Regions from separate parts of the Zea mays genome. Here all the other regions are linked to region 2. The links are chromatin contacts, called in public Hi-C maps. All regions are on one chromosome and are shown on one strand. Each heading gives the region's core, a stretch centred on a gene start, on an enhancer-like site or on the middle of the called end of the contact. The rest is flanking DNA. Distances are from core to core; before and after follow the strand shown.

Region 1 (4,284 bases), core at 215-2,714, 250 kb before region 2:
GGGTTTGTACCCATTGCCATCTCTAGTGATGATGGCACCTCCTGTTGACGTGACTGGTCTGCGCCCTAGGTTGGGCGATGTGGAAGCTCCTCCGAAGCCGAGGTCGAGTCTGTCTTCCGTGGCCGAGGTTGAGTCCGAGCCCCTGGGTCGGGCGAGGCGGAGGCCGCCAGCTGAGGCCAGGGCAGAGTCCGAGCCCTGGGGTCGGGTGGAGCGGAGTTCGCCGTCTTCTGGGGCTGAGCCCAAGTCCGAGCCCTGGGTCGGGCGGAGCGGAGTTCGCCATCTTCCGGGGCTGAGCCCAAGTCCGAGCCCTGGGTCGGGCGGAGCGGAGTTCGCCGTCTTCCGGGAATTAGCCCGAGTCCGAGCCCTGGGTCGGACGGAGCGGAGTTCGCCGTCTTCCGGGGCTTAGCCCGAGTCCGAGCCCTGGGTCGGGCGGAGCGGAGTTCGCCGTCTTCCGGGGCTTAGCCCGAGTCTGAGCCCTGGGTCGGGCGGAGCGGAGCTTCCTATGGTGCCTTCGGCCGGGCCTGACTGCCTGTCAGTCTCACTCTGTCAAGTGGCACCGCAGTCGGAGTGGCGCAGGCGGCGCTGTCCTTCTGTCAGGCTGGTCAGTGGAGCGGCGAAGTGACGGCGGTCACTTCGGCTCTGCCGGCTGGGGGGGCGCGCGTCAGGATAAAGGTGTCAGGCCACCTTTGCATTAAATGCTCCTGCGATTTGGTCGGTCGGTGCGACAATTTGGTCAGGGTTGCTTCTTGGCGAAGACAGGGGCTCGGGCGAGCCGGGAATATGTTCGCCGCTGGAGGGGGGCCTCGGGCGAGACGGAAATCCTCCGGGGTCGGCTGCCCTTGTCCGAGGCTAGGCTCGGGCGAGGCGTGATCGAATCCCTCGAATGGACTGATCCCTGACTTAATCGCGTCCATCAGGCCTTTGCAGTTTTGTGCTGATGGGGGTTACCAGCTGAGAATTAGGAGCCTTGAGGGTACCCCTAATTATGGTCCCCGACACGGCTCTACCTCTATGGATCGCTCAAACAACGAGTCCGAGCCGGCTCGCAAGCCTGTCATATATATATGGGTGGTAATAGATCGTGATCCAAATGGTTCTTCACAAAATAGTAGGGCCATAAACAAATTTTAGTTAAAAAAGAAAGAAATAAGACCCGATCTTAATCTGATTCGATTCTTAAATCTTATAATGTAAAATTTAGAGTCAATTGTCACCTCTAACCATATCATGTAATGATATGTTATGATTATTGATTTATTTTTTATTTTTTTGGATTTAATTATAGATATAGTTTAAAATATTTTTAGGATCTAGTGATATAATTTATGTTTTAAATTTAATTTATTGTTGCGGTTGGCAAACCGGCTCACGAGCCCAATAGGACTAAGCCGCACCAAGCCGACCTCGGCTGATCGGATCCCGCTAAAAACACAAACGCAGCCCGCAGGCCCGCAGTAGGGGAAAGAAGAAGGCCGGAGAAACTAGGAAAACCGAAAAACTCGCGCGAACCTTGCAAAACTCGAACATTCTCCCGCGCCTACGGCTCCCTCCTCCCATCTCAAGTAAAATCTAACCGTCACAGCTTTTCCAATCCACCCATCCTCATTCCCGTTCGCCTCGCCGCTCCCCGACCTCGACTCGCCGAAATCCCGGGAGGAGAGGACGCGGGCGGCGCTATGGACACGGAGCCGTTCGACGAGGCGGAGCTCCTGGCGCTCCCACCGTCCCCCGTCGCGTCCCCGCCTCGTCGCCTCAAGCGTCTCAAGAAATCCTCCTCCCAAGCCACCGCCACCACCGCCACTACCACCAGCCCTCATGTCGGCTCCCCGCCTCCGCCTTTGTCGCCTCCGCCTCCGCCGCTGCTGGCGGAGGCGACGCCGGGCGAGGAAACCCTGGCGTTCCCTTCCCGCGACACCTCCCCACACCCGCCGACGCCGCCAGATGCGGATGCCCCGACTCCGCTACCGCATCCCTCTCCCGCCCCCGTGTCGCCGCCGCTGCAGCCGACCGTCACCCCCGACAACGACAGCGACGAGGAGGACGACGGGCTCGACCCGCTGTTCTCCGGGGCCGCCGGCGTCGCGCAGTGGGACCCGCTGGGCGCGCCGGCCGAAGGGGACGGTGAGGGCGACGACGACGACGACGGACTGGGGGGCGGCGGCCTCATCGAGGAGCTACGGAGGGAACAGAGGTCTGCGAAGAAGCGTCTCGACATGGACGAAGCGGACGGGGAGGTGGCTTCGGGTGCGGGGGCGAGGGCGGAGGCAAAGGGGAAGAGGAGCAAGAGGAAGAGGAAAGAGGAGGCACCGACCATGGAGTCGGCCCGGGAGAAGAAGCGATCTGAGAAGGTAACCGGCCGTTCTCTTTTGCGTTCTGGGTCAGGCCGTTGGTTAGTTCAGTTGCTGGCCGGTTTTGCTGATGTGTGGTGCTGTGGGTTCATGTGTGTAGGAAAGGAGGGCGCAGCTTGATTCGATCCATGCCGAGTCACAGAGGCTGCTGCGGGGTATACATACACGTCATTTGCACATGCGAGTAGAATTTAGATGGTGAGATTTTATCTTTGTTCTCATTTTTGTTCATTGTAGAGACGAGGAAGGCGTCGTTCAAACCAACTGTGCAGCCAGTTCACAAGCCCATCTCATCTGTCCTGGAGAAGATCCGCCTTCGTAAGATGGAGGTTCTGAAGAAGTACAGATTTTTCTCTCTGAGGTTTCCATAATTTGATCCCAATCCACTTCCCACACACAATCAGGAACCTTAAACAACGTTTGCTTTTCTTTACTTTGGATTTCAGATCAAATACTTCTATTGAAGACAGTGATGACAATGATGCTGTTCCGGAGCCAGTGGTTGATTTGGCTGAGCAATTGGATGTGCCTCAGTCTAAAGAAGTGGCACTTGATAAAGACTTGAGGATTGTGAGTTTTCATTAAATCCATTTGTCTTGATTATGTTATGCAGTGTCCAAAGAGTTTAAAGTGGCGTTGTAATTGCAGGATGGCGCTGAAAAGGAGCTTGGAGCAAATGGCCACAGCCTTGATCGGTGTGATAGTGTTCAAGAGGATGAGGTGAGCATTGCTTTCTCTAGATTAATATGCATTGCGGTGTCCATATAATACATTACTGATATAATAATCTGGCTTGCAGGATGGTTTGAGTTGCAAGGAGAAATATCTCTATAACTGTGGTACCAAAGCTTCAGATGAGGTATTGTCCCCTTATCCAATTCTGCTGCCATCTACAGCAAATAAATTGTCACAGCAGAATAGGAGGATGATTTATCTATATCATGCAGTAAATTGCAAGCAGGGATCTGAGATGTTATAAATTATGTGATCGCGGTCTTATTAAGCAGATTAATGACTTTAAACACACTACATATGCAACTACATTTGCAATGATGAAATTTCTGTATTAGCAAATAACAATTCATTGTTTGATTCTATCAGGAGCTCATAATACTTATCTATATTCAACATCTTGTTTAGCAAACTACAATTTATTGTTCGATTCTGCCAGGAATTTTCTGATAGATTGCAAGAGAATCACGAGAACACCCAGCCAAGTAATAATCATAACGATTCAGTAGATCAGAGTCAACTGCCCCCTTCTTCAAGCCCTACTGAGAGTACAGATGAAATGTAAGTGTGTATACTTTTCTTGTATCATCCATTCTCAATTTTCCACAACAACCATTGGGATTATTGTATATTTGTATTGGTTTCAGCACCAGAGTCCATTATTTTGCACCTAGCCATGTGTTGACTTTTGTATGGTCAACAAAGGATGAAGAACCTACACCTTTCATTGATAGGAAAACAGGATCGTTATCCCTGGCAGGGGCATTAAATTTCAATGGCTAAATGAAGGAATTATGTTAGTATTATCAACTTTGACTACCCAAATCAGTTCTGAAGCCCTTAATTGACTTCTATGTTTTGAATTTTTGACAAAAAAACTTGCACACCTAACAGAGGAAAGATATGTATTGTTGTTGTTTGTTGTTAGCTCATTTCTGCCTAATGTATGGTATGCACATACAGTATTCATGTTGCTATGCATTTTATGCTTCAGTTCATCAGAAGACGAAGAAAATAATGATAAAGAGAACATGGATCCAAGCGCTCAGAATAATGATGTACATACTCTTGAACACCTCCAACAAGCCATCGGAGGAAACTCACGTCCAGATGATGCTATCTTAAAGGATTTTCTAGATGATGAAGCTGAGGAAGAGGATGATAGTGACAATGACATGACTAGATTTAAGGACAATGAAGAAGA
Region 2 (4,322 bases), core at 326-2,825:
ATTAAGTAGCTAAAAAAATTTAGTTTGACAAGCTATTTAGCTAGTCTCTTTGAGATGCTCTAACCAGTTCCTTTTGCAAAGGTGTATGCCAAGTAACTAAAACTATTACAATACGATGCCATCTAAGATGCACTGTCGTAAACAGACATGGTATTTAATTTAATGTTCCCCATTGTTACAAATAGAGCAAGTAGCCTGTTAGAAACCAATTAATTAGGACTGGTTTTGGTGTTATGTTTCAAAGGGGACATTTGAGCGACAAAATTTTGATATGCAACAATACAGGGAGAAGGGGGCCAACGGAGTGCGGAGATGCTGACTTTTGATCCGGAGTACTCTTCCGTTCCAGATTATTATATATTTCACTTTTTTTTTTGGAACCGAGGGAGTACTTTCTTAAGTAAAAGTAGACTTTCAGGCACATGGACCTGATTTTCCAATCAAAGAATGAATGAACAGGTGTATCTTACAGATAAGCATCCTCCACCAATTGTCATCCGAAATTGGCTTTTAGCATATCATCAGTCTGCATCATCTGGCTCGGATGTATTTGGAAAGATTAAGAAGCTACATATGGTTCGTACACCCGTACATGGTATGGTACTGTGGTTAGAATGAGGTGGCAGCCTATGTGTCTTTCTTTGACTTGGAAGGGGCTTGCTTCCATTCCCTGACGAGCTCCTTCCAGAGGTTCCAAATCCACAGGTTGCTGACGGCAATGGCGGTGCCGACAACGAGGATCCAGGAGATCCGCACCCACCACGGGATGACGTCGACGGCCTGGCCGGACAGGTAGAAGGCGGCCATCTTGAGGAGGAAGAGCGGGCCGGCGACGCCCCTGACGAGCGTGTAGAGCGCGTAGAAGGGCGGCGAGAGGGCACCGTAGACGCGCGCGGCGGCGGGGGACTGGTCCCGCCAGATCCCCGCGAGCGTCCAGACGTTCTGCAGCAGGCTGGTGACCTCGGCGAGGAGGAGGAGGACGAGGAGCGCGTATGCGCCGTGCCGGACGAGGTAGCGGCAGGTGAGGAAGACGAAGAGCGTGGCCAGGTGGTGCGCGATGAAGAGCACGTCCCCGGGCAGGAAGGCGAGGTAGTGGAGCAGGTCCATGGTGAAGTAGGCGACGCTGTAGTCGAGGACGTGGTCCTGGAGGCGCGCGTTGGGCGCGGCGAAGGACCGGGACCCCGCGGGCAGCGCGAGGATGGCCCCCGCGGCGGCCAGCGCCGCGGGGGTGCCGTGGAAGAGCGAGATCAGGCAGCTGGCGCCGTCCAGCCGCTGCCGCGGCGCCCACCGCCGGAACACGAGGAGCTGGCCCACGCAGTAGATGGCGGCGTACATGGCGAGGAACAACGGGAACAGCCACCGCTCCTCGGCGGCCAAGGACGCCAGCAAATCCATGGCCGGGCCGGGAAGCCGCCGGATCAGTGCTGGATCGAGGAGAATCGGTCGCGCTGGGACGAGGGACTGGAGGTGGAGGGTAGGGTCTGGGGCGGGGCGGGGCGGCGGCGGCGGCGTTGAGAGAGATGGACGGCTTTGCCTCTGCGCTGCGATTGCGGCTCGTTTTGATTTGTTGCGGTTGGGGAAGGGGAGGAGGCGAGGCGACAAATATAAAACAGGTGACAGAACGAGATTGAAACGAGGAAGAGGGGATTTTATTTGTTTGTTTCGTGTGATTTGAGGCTGCTCCGTCTTCTGATTGTGACACTCGTTTTTTAAGGGTTGCGTTGCGTGTTTATTTCCTTTGGGTGTGCTGCTGCTGCTGCTAAGTGCTAATACTTGTGGTTCAAGTTGGACACCCACTAGAGCCCATCTAAAAAGATACTACTAGTACCTCCGTTCGAACAAAAAAAATACAATTCATTTTATATATGGTCATCAAACTATCTAATCAAATTTACTAGGAAAATACATCCATGCATTACAACGTTGTAAAACATAAAATATTTAAACGTAGATTTATTATAACTTTAATCTGATTAAATATCGAGCTCTATGACTTAAAAAATACAAATTCTTATACCTGATTAAAATCGATAAGGAGTTAACTACGGATGTGCCAATGATTGATCTATCCTCTTACGATTATAAGAGCAAACCTCTTTTAATTTTTTACATGGTAGCTTTTATCAAATGTTGCAAAGATACATTTGTTTAAAATGAATTAGACACTAAAATGTTCACAATTTGATTAGTTGGACTATTACTAATCTAGAAATCACTATTATAAAGCGTGAGTTTCCTAGTATGTCGTCCCCTCTCATGCTACGCGCATAGCAAGCATTCCTTTTGTGTCAACGAAATATTATATTAAAAAAATGCATATGTTGGGATTTAAACCATGATCTCTAGTATGAGAGCCCACGTTCCCACGGCTGCAACTCATGTTGTTTTATGTTGAAAATATTTGTTTCCTAAACTCGACAGTTCAAAAAAATGTTTTACCGTGTTCTGCTTTCAACGACGAGCTGACGTTCACTATGTACAGTTCTGTGTAACATAGTCAAAGGTGTCTAACATAAATTCTTTATCATTGAGTTATATTGTTGATGTTACTAACTATACCAGGTGGTTTGTTCTCCTAGTCGAGAATTTCATTCCTGATCACAAATTCTATTGTTCTATTAGTTAATATGTACTACATCCATCCTAATTTATAATTCGTTTGAATTTTTTTACCAATTGTGACCCACTTGTCTTATTTAATTTTTTTCAGAAAATTAAAAAAAAGTGAAAGCATATTTAAAATATTTTATATGCTAAATAATATCACAGTAAAAATTAATAATAAAAACAATGCCCCTGTTAATGCCAGCCAGCCTGGCTAGTTAGCTATGTTTCGTACATTCTTTGCATTTTCTATGTTCTGTGGACTCTGGTAACTCGTAACTGACCGGTAAGACAATACTTCAATTCATATTTCAACGTCATTGCTATATACTCTCTCTGTCCCAATTTATAATTCGTTTAACTTTTTTGTGATAAGTTTGACCGGCTTGTTTTATTCAATTTTCTTGCAAAAAAAACTGAAAAATTCTAAATCAGACTTAAAATATATTATATGGTAGACGATATCACCGTAAAAATTAACAATAACTATGATTTTTTTAATAAAACAAGTCAGTTAAACTTAGAGTAAAAAGTCAAACAAATTAAAAATTGGAACGGAGGAAGTATACGTTAAGGTGTTATTTTTTTCTTGCTATTGCAGAAAGTTAATAGAAGATGGAGAATGGAAGTATTGCATCATTTTTCTCTCGAAAACATGAAGAGATCTTATGTAAGTTCTTATTGTATTTATGTAAGATCTTGTCTACTTCGAATTTCATCATGTTATGCAAAATGCAATCTAATTCGAGGAATGTATTATAAGACATTTTTGTTATTTTTTATTCATGTATCGAATCGATAGAAATTATATATGTGTGGTAAATAAGTTATACACGGTGTTATATAAAAAAAATATTGTCATCGACTATCCTATTTTCAAATCATAGTTCCGCCACTGCGTCTTGGTATGGATACGGGCGCAAATGTCGTGTCAAATTTGATAGAGGGCAAAGGAAAAAAAGATCAATGGAATTACGATTTATTTTTTGTTGGAACATTTAGAAGAAACGGGAAAGAAAGAAACTTTCCAACAACACTCTTATGCAACCAACATAAGTAGCGATGATCTGCAAAGATGACATTCAACAATTTCTGAGACGACGACGCATTCGCGTGTTATGGAAGGCTAGGCTAGGCCCGAGTTCTTTTTTCCCCCCTTTCTAGTTGTTTTATTTCTGTTGTTTCCTTTCTACTAGTTGTTTTCTTTCTGTTGTTTTGTTTCTCTACCGTTTGCTGTTTTCGGAGATAGTCTCTTGGCTTGGGGCGGTGGGTTGAGTTTCCAGTGGTCATCGCCAGTCCGCCACTAGGGCCACAGACCGCAGTGGGTGGGACTTTTGTCCCTCAGTCTTCTTTCTGGAAAAAAATGCGCATCTGGTGTGTGTATCAGAAAGAAAATAAATTTACTTGAGCCCCAAAAGAAGTCATGATAGCCAGTCATCAGTTCTGGGAGCCGAAAATATAACTGATATGGTACCTTTATTGCTACCAAATGAACTAGTTTCTGTCAATCGTTTTCAACCATTGCTGTACAGGCAGGCACAAGCCCACAACTGGTAGTCTGATAATTACAAAGCAGTTCGTTCGCCCACATCTCGCATACACATCATACATGGCTAATATACACAGGCCGTAGACTCTGTTGGTATCAGATTGCTTGTGAGCAGGTAAAGAGAAGGCACAGATGATGTTCCAAGGAGAACAACAAGGACTGATGACGA
Region 3 (4,279 bases), core at 1,673-4,172, 130 kb after region 2:
GCTGAGGGGGCACGGTCCCGCGAAGGGCATGGGCGCGTCACGCGCGACAGAGGGCTGAGGGGGCGCGACCGTGTGCGGGACGCACTCCGCGGCGTCGCAGGTCACCGGAGCCAAAGAGACATAGACACGCCACGCGTGACAGAGGGCTGAGAGGGCACGACCGTGTGTGGTGCCTCGCGGTCGCGTCTCATGTGGCTAGCGGCGACGACGGCGAGGGTGTTTCTGTCACGCAGGCCTTCAAACCCTCCTTCACTACCACCGCCATAAATGGGTGCGCACTGCGCAGTGTTGTTGCCGGGTGGTCGCGGGTGGAGTGGCGGCATGCGCGACGCGGGTGGGGAAGGTGGCGACGGTGGGGGGATCGAGGCCCGGGGAGGCCGCAGCTTGGTCATGATGACGGTCGTCCTTCTTCTCGATAGCCCGAGGGGATGGGCGGGCATCACGGCACGATAGAGGCAGATGGATGGGGAGCACCATGAATGGGATTGGATGCTCACAGAGAAAGGGAGGCGCAGGAGGAGGTGAGGTGGCAGACCTTCCATGGACCGCGGGCGCGTTGCATGTGGGGAGAGGAGATCTGGCGGACCTTCCATTGACGGCGCGGGCGGACGGGGCAGGGGCGGGGGCGGAGCGTGCTTCACCAAAAGAAGATGTGGACGCCCTCTATAGCATCTTATGTAGTAGTAAAGATAAAGAATAGAATAGCGCCTTAGCTGGACCAACAAGCATCTCGCCTGTGAAAATTCAACAAGACATGAAATCAGATTTTTTTTCGAGCAGTGCCAAAGAGTATGATGCACATCTTAATTTAACTGCAGATTGCATATACCGGTTGTGACACGCTTCTTTTGTCCTCCTGAGATACCTCTGATCATAGAGTCTCCAACCATTGTATCCACACAGATCTCCAGACCCAGAATCTGCAAAAGAAATACAATTACTGTTAGGGGCATATATATCCATTTCTCGTATTTTCTTTTTCTGCAGTATATTTTTACTTACCTTGAGGATGTAATCTGTTACCACGCTCTCCTGACCTTCCACGGAGATAGCCTGTTTGCACAGAAGCACAAATAACTTTGAGTAACCTTTGTCACTTCCAATGTAAACACATGATTTGGTTAGAATTAAATGGAATTTTACCTTCATGTAAACATCAACATCAGGATCTGGTTTAATGTTGGCTTCTTTCTCCCTTCTTGAAAGCTCAGTAAGCATGTCTGCGTAATTTGAAAACACCATCAGGTTCACTTCACCGAAGGTGAATAATTATCTGTGTTCCTTTCCAATGTCTGTGTTTACATACCATAACGCGTTCCGACTCCTTGACATCTTGCAGAGAAGGCAAGTGTTTCTCGGACCGTCATTTCGCCGACGTGAACATCGTGCTACCCGATGTATGCCGATGTCCTCTGAGGGACAAATTCATCCATGCCATGACCATTGTAAGTCACTCTTCCTGACACCTGAAAATTACCATTGCAAGTTCACCTATTCAGTACAGTTTACAACTATCTCTCTCTCCCAATATATACCCTTTTTGCCTAGAATTCAGAAGTTCACAATCAAGAAATTATCGCAAGATGTGATACCTTCAGATTGGAGTCAAGTTTCCCTGCCAAAGCCAGAAGTAGGCTTGTTTTCCCGGATCCAGGAGGTCCAAGCAGCAAGGACATTCTGAACGAAGTGCCAGTTAGTAAGTACAACTACAGAAAAACTGAAAACCTTGCACTTTAAAATTCTTTGGCTTCTTACCTGCCGGGTCTTATGACCCCACTGATATCGTGAAGAATGGAGACAGACCTCTTCCCGCTAGAGACGATGTGCATAGCATTTAATACATCCTATGATGGGAGCAGCTCACGAGAGTTAGAAGCCGAAGGAATTCCTTCTCCGTGGCTGCCTAGGAAGCATGGAGGGGTGCCCGCTGCTGCAGATGAGATGCATACCATGACTTTGTTGGAGAAGAAGTTGGTCATCGTGGGGACACCTCGGTTGCCGACGTAGGCCTCGGCGTCGATGTTCAGGTTCTCAAAACGCACCTCTATCGTCGGACTATCGATCCCAACCCTGCAGGTCAATTTACAATCGCTTTCTGAATTTCTCTTCACTACACCGGTGACCAAGGATTCAAATAAGAACTGAACTTTTTTTTTCTTTCTTTTACTCACCGCTCCATGCGGTCGCGGAGCTTGAGCAGGAAGCGCTCGTTGTCCTCCTCGGCGATGCGCACGAGGCGCTCGATGTGGTTCTTGCGCTCCTGCATGCCGAGCCCCTGGATGTCCACCTCCTCGACGCCGGCCGCGGCCCCCGTGAGGATGCCCTTGCGCATGCGGTCGTAGGTGGGCAACTTCTCGATGGCCGCCCAGCGCAGCGCCTCCTCGTCGTCCTCCTCCCGCACGGACCGGCCGAACGCGTCGCAGGGATTGGGGAAGGGGATGACTCCGGCGGCGAGCTCCTAGTCTCGGAGGAAGGGCCGCCGCCGCGCCGGAGAGCGTGCTGATGAGATCCTCGGAATGGATTGGAGGTGAACGATCCGCGGGAGAGAGGCGGACTGGAGTGGGGAGGCGGGGCGGCGGCGGTTCACGCGGGGTGGGGGTGGGGGAGGCGGATGACGAACGTGGGCGTGGGCGGGCGGACGGTGTAGATTTACGGAAGCGAGTGGACGATGCAGATTCATCGAAGGCAGAACCAGGGGAGGCAGCCTACCCCTTACAGTCTTAATAGGTAGTATAGCTTTTAGTTAGGCGTGGAATGCACGTGGGAATGGAAATGGAATTTGCGGGGAGGGGGGAATGAGAAAGACACTACACGAAATGAGAATTATGAGGGAAGATGAGGTCAGGCGATAGAGATTTGTTGGAGTGCTCTTTTTTATTTTTTGTTTAAATTAAGGATTGAGATTAGGAGTATTGAAATATGATGGAGATGCTCTAAGAGAAGAATTATAGTAGTAGTCCAAAAAAATGAATAATGATAATTGCTCTCATAATTACAAAAAATATACAAAAATAACATCAAGCCAAACAACCCGGATCCCCACGGGCCACGACCCCACCAGGCCACCACGTATACTTGCCCACGTTCCCCTTCCCCTCGCATCCGTTTCGTCCGTGCGCCGCCGCCAGCATCTTCTCAGCCCAGGCCCCAGACAGAGCAAACCCCCCCTCTAAAATTCGGTTATATTTGGGCTCCCGCCTCCGCCGTCGCCCTACAGTCCTACACCAGGTGCCGAGGCCTTCGCCGGTCAAGAGCGCCCAGCAGGTATTCCCACCCCCTTCTCTTCCCCGTTTGCTGTGCGAAACCGAGTTCACAAACTTCCTCAAGCTATTTGGCTATCCAATGCCCACTGCCCAGCAATTTCTAACTTTTTTGCGAAAATTATTGGCCACCCTTCTTGTCCCTCTACTAGATCCGCCACTGGGTTTTTGGATTTGGAGACATGGCGGAAGTGGATGACAAGCTCAAGGACTACGAGATCAGGAAGGAGGGAGAGGCAGAGATCCTCTTGCACAAGAGGAACGCCGTCTTTTACAATCCCGTGCAGGTTTGTTCGTCTTCCATTTTTCGTGTTTCCTTTTCTTTTCTGTTTCCAAAAATGGGGCGCTGTTCAAATTTTTTTCTTCCTTTTTTTAAAAAAATGGAGGCGCTGTTCTATCGATTCCTTATCTGCATTAAGCTTACAGTCTGCACTCTCGATTTTGCTTGTTGCAATTTACTGTAGTGATCTGTTGACTTCCAGCTGATCAGTCTTTATCGGTGTGGGATTGGGTCTGCAGGCTTCAAGTTTATCTAGTTCTACCATTGGGGGCGCTTTGTGCCTTCTAAAACTATTTTGTTATCACAATTCATTTGTATTTGCTAGTGCTTCGCATAGACTGGTAGCGGTTAAGCTTTCTATTACACAGAGACCAAACAGTGAATTGTGGTTTGCGTATATCTTGCTGTCTGTTGAGTTTCCGTGGAAACCAATCAGTGATCAAGTTACTCACTGCAAGTTTACCTCATTCTACCAGTTCGTGCAGCTAAATGAATTTATCCATTCGACCAATTTGCTTATCATAGTGTGGGAACAGTGTAAGTTTCACATTGCTTAGATATTGGACTGCGGACAGGCTTGCGAGGCGAGGGCTGCCTCATCCGGAGTGCTGTCCCCTGTCCCTGTGCGATCAGCATGAAGAGACAATTGAGCATCTCCTGATATCTTGTGTTTTTGTCAGAAAATTTTGGTTTGAGCTCCTTCGGCTGTTCGGTCTCCATGCCTTTGCTCCACAGCATA

Evidence for each region. A called contact is a pair of places that touch in the nucleus more often than the background predicts.
Region 1: a contact with region 2 is called in a Hi-C map of tassel, with 2.4 times the contacts expected there. The contact joins the promoter of LOC103644229 here to the promoter of LOC100286088 in region 2. A contact is called at or near these places in 4 of 25 Hi-C or Micro-C datasets (ear, endosperm, leaf and 1 more).
Region 3: a contact with region 2 is called in a Hi-C map of endosperm, with 2.8 times the contacts expected there. The contact joins the promoter of LOC100275038 here to the promoter of LOC100286088 in region 2. A contact is called at or near these places in 4 of 25 Hi-C or Micro-C datasets (endosperm, leaf and root tip).

Annotation. Positions count from the first base shown.
Region 1 is chr1:298,362,223-298,366,506 of Zm-B73-REFERENCE-NAM-5.0, reverse strand. LOC103644229 (hepatoma-derived growth factor-related protein 2) reads left to right here and starts at 1,464. Exons shown (of 12, transcript XM_020547017.3): 1 at 1,464-2,348; 2 at 2,449-2,503; 3 at 2,586-2,709; 4 at 2,795-2,918; 5 at 2,997-3,068; 6 at 3,148-3,207; 7 at 3,520-3,641; 8 at 4,075-4,284. The coding sequence starts at 1,677.
Region 2 is chr1:298,116,848-298,121,169 of Zm-B73-REFERENCE-NAM-5.0, reverse strand. It overlaps LOC100286088 (transcription regulator), which reads right to left and starts at 1,575. Exons shown (of 1, transcript NM_001158976.3): 1 at 470-1,575. The coding sequence starts at 1,395. The coding sequence ends at 628. LOC542187 (DNA-binding protein EMBP-1) reads right to left here. Exons shown (of 9, transcript XM_035964421.1): 9 at 4,058-4,322.
Region 3 is chr1:297,987,225-297,991,503 of Zm-B73-REFERENCE-NAM-5.0, reverse strand. LOC100275038 (probable tRNA (guanine(26)-N(2))-dimethyltransferase 1) reads left to right here and starts at 2,922. Exons shown (of 13, transcript XM_008667422.3): 1 at 2,922-3,264; 2 at 3,413-3,547. The coding sequence starts at 3,443. It overlaps LOC118471918 (a long non-coding RNA gene), which reads right to left and starts at 652. Exons shown (of 7, transcript XR_004855666.1): 1 at 1-652. It also overlaps the pseudogene LOC103645705.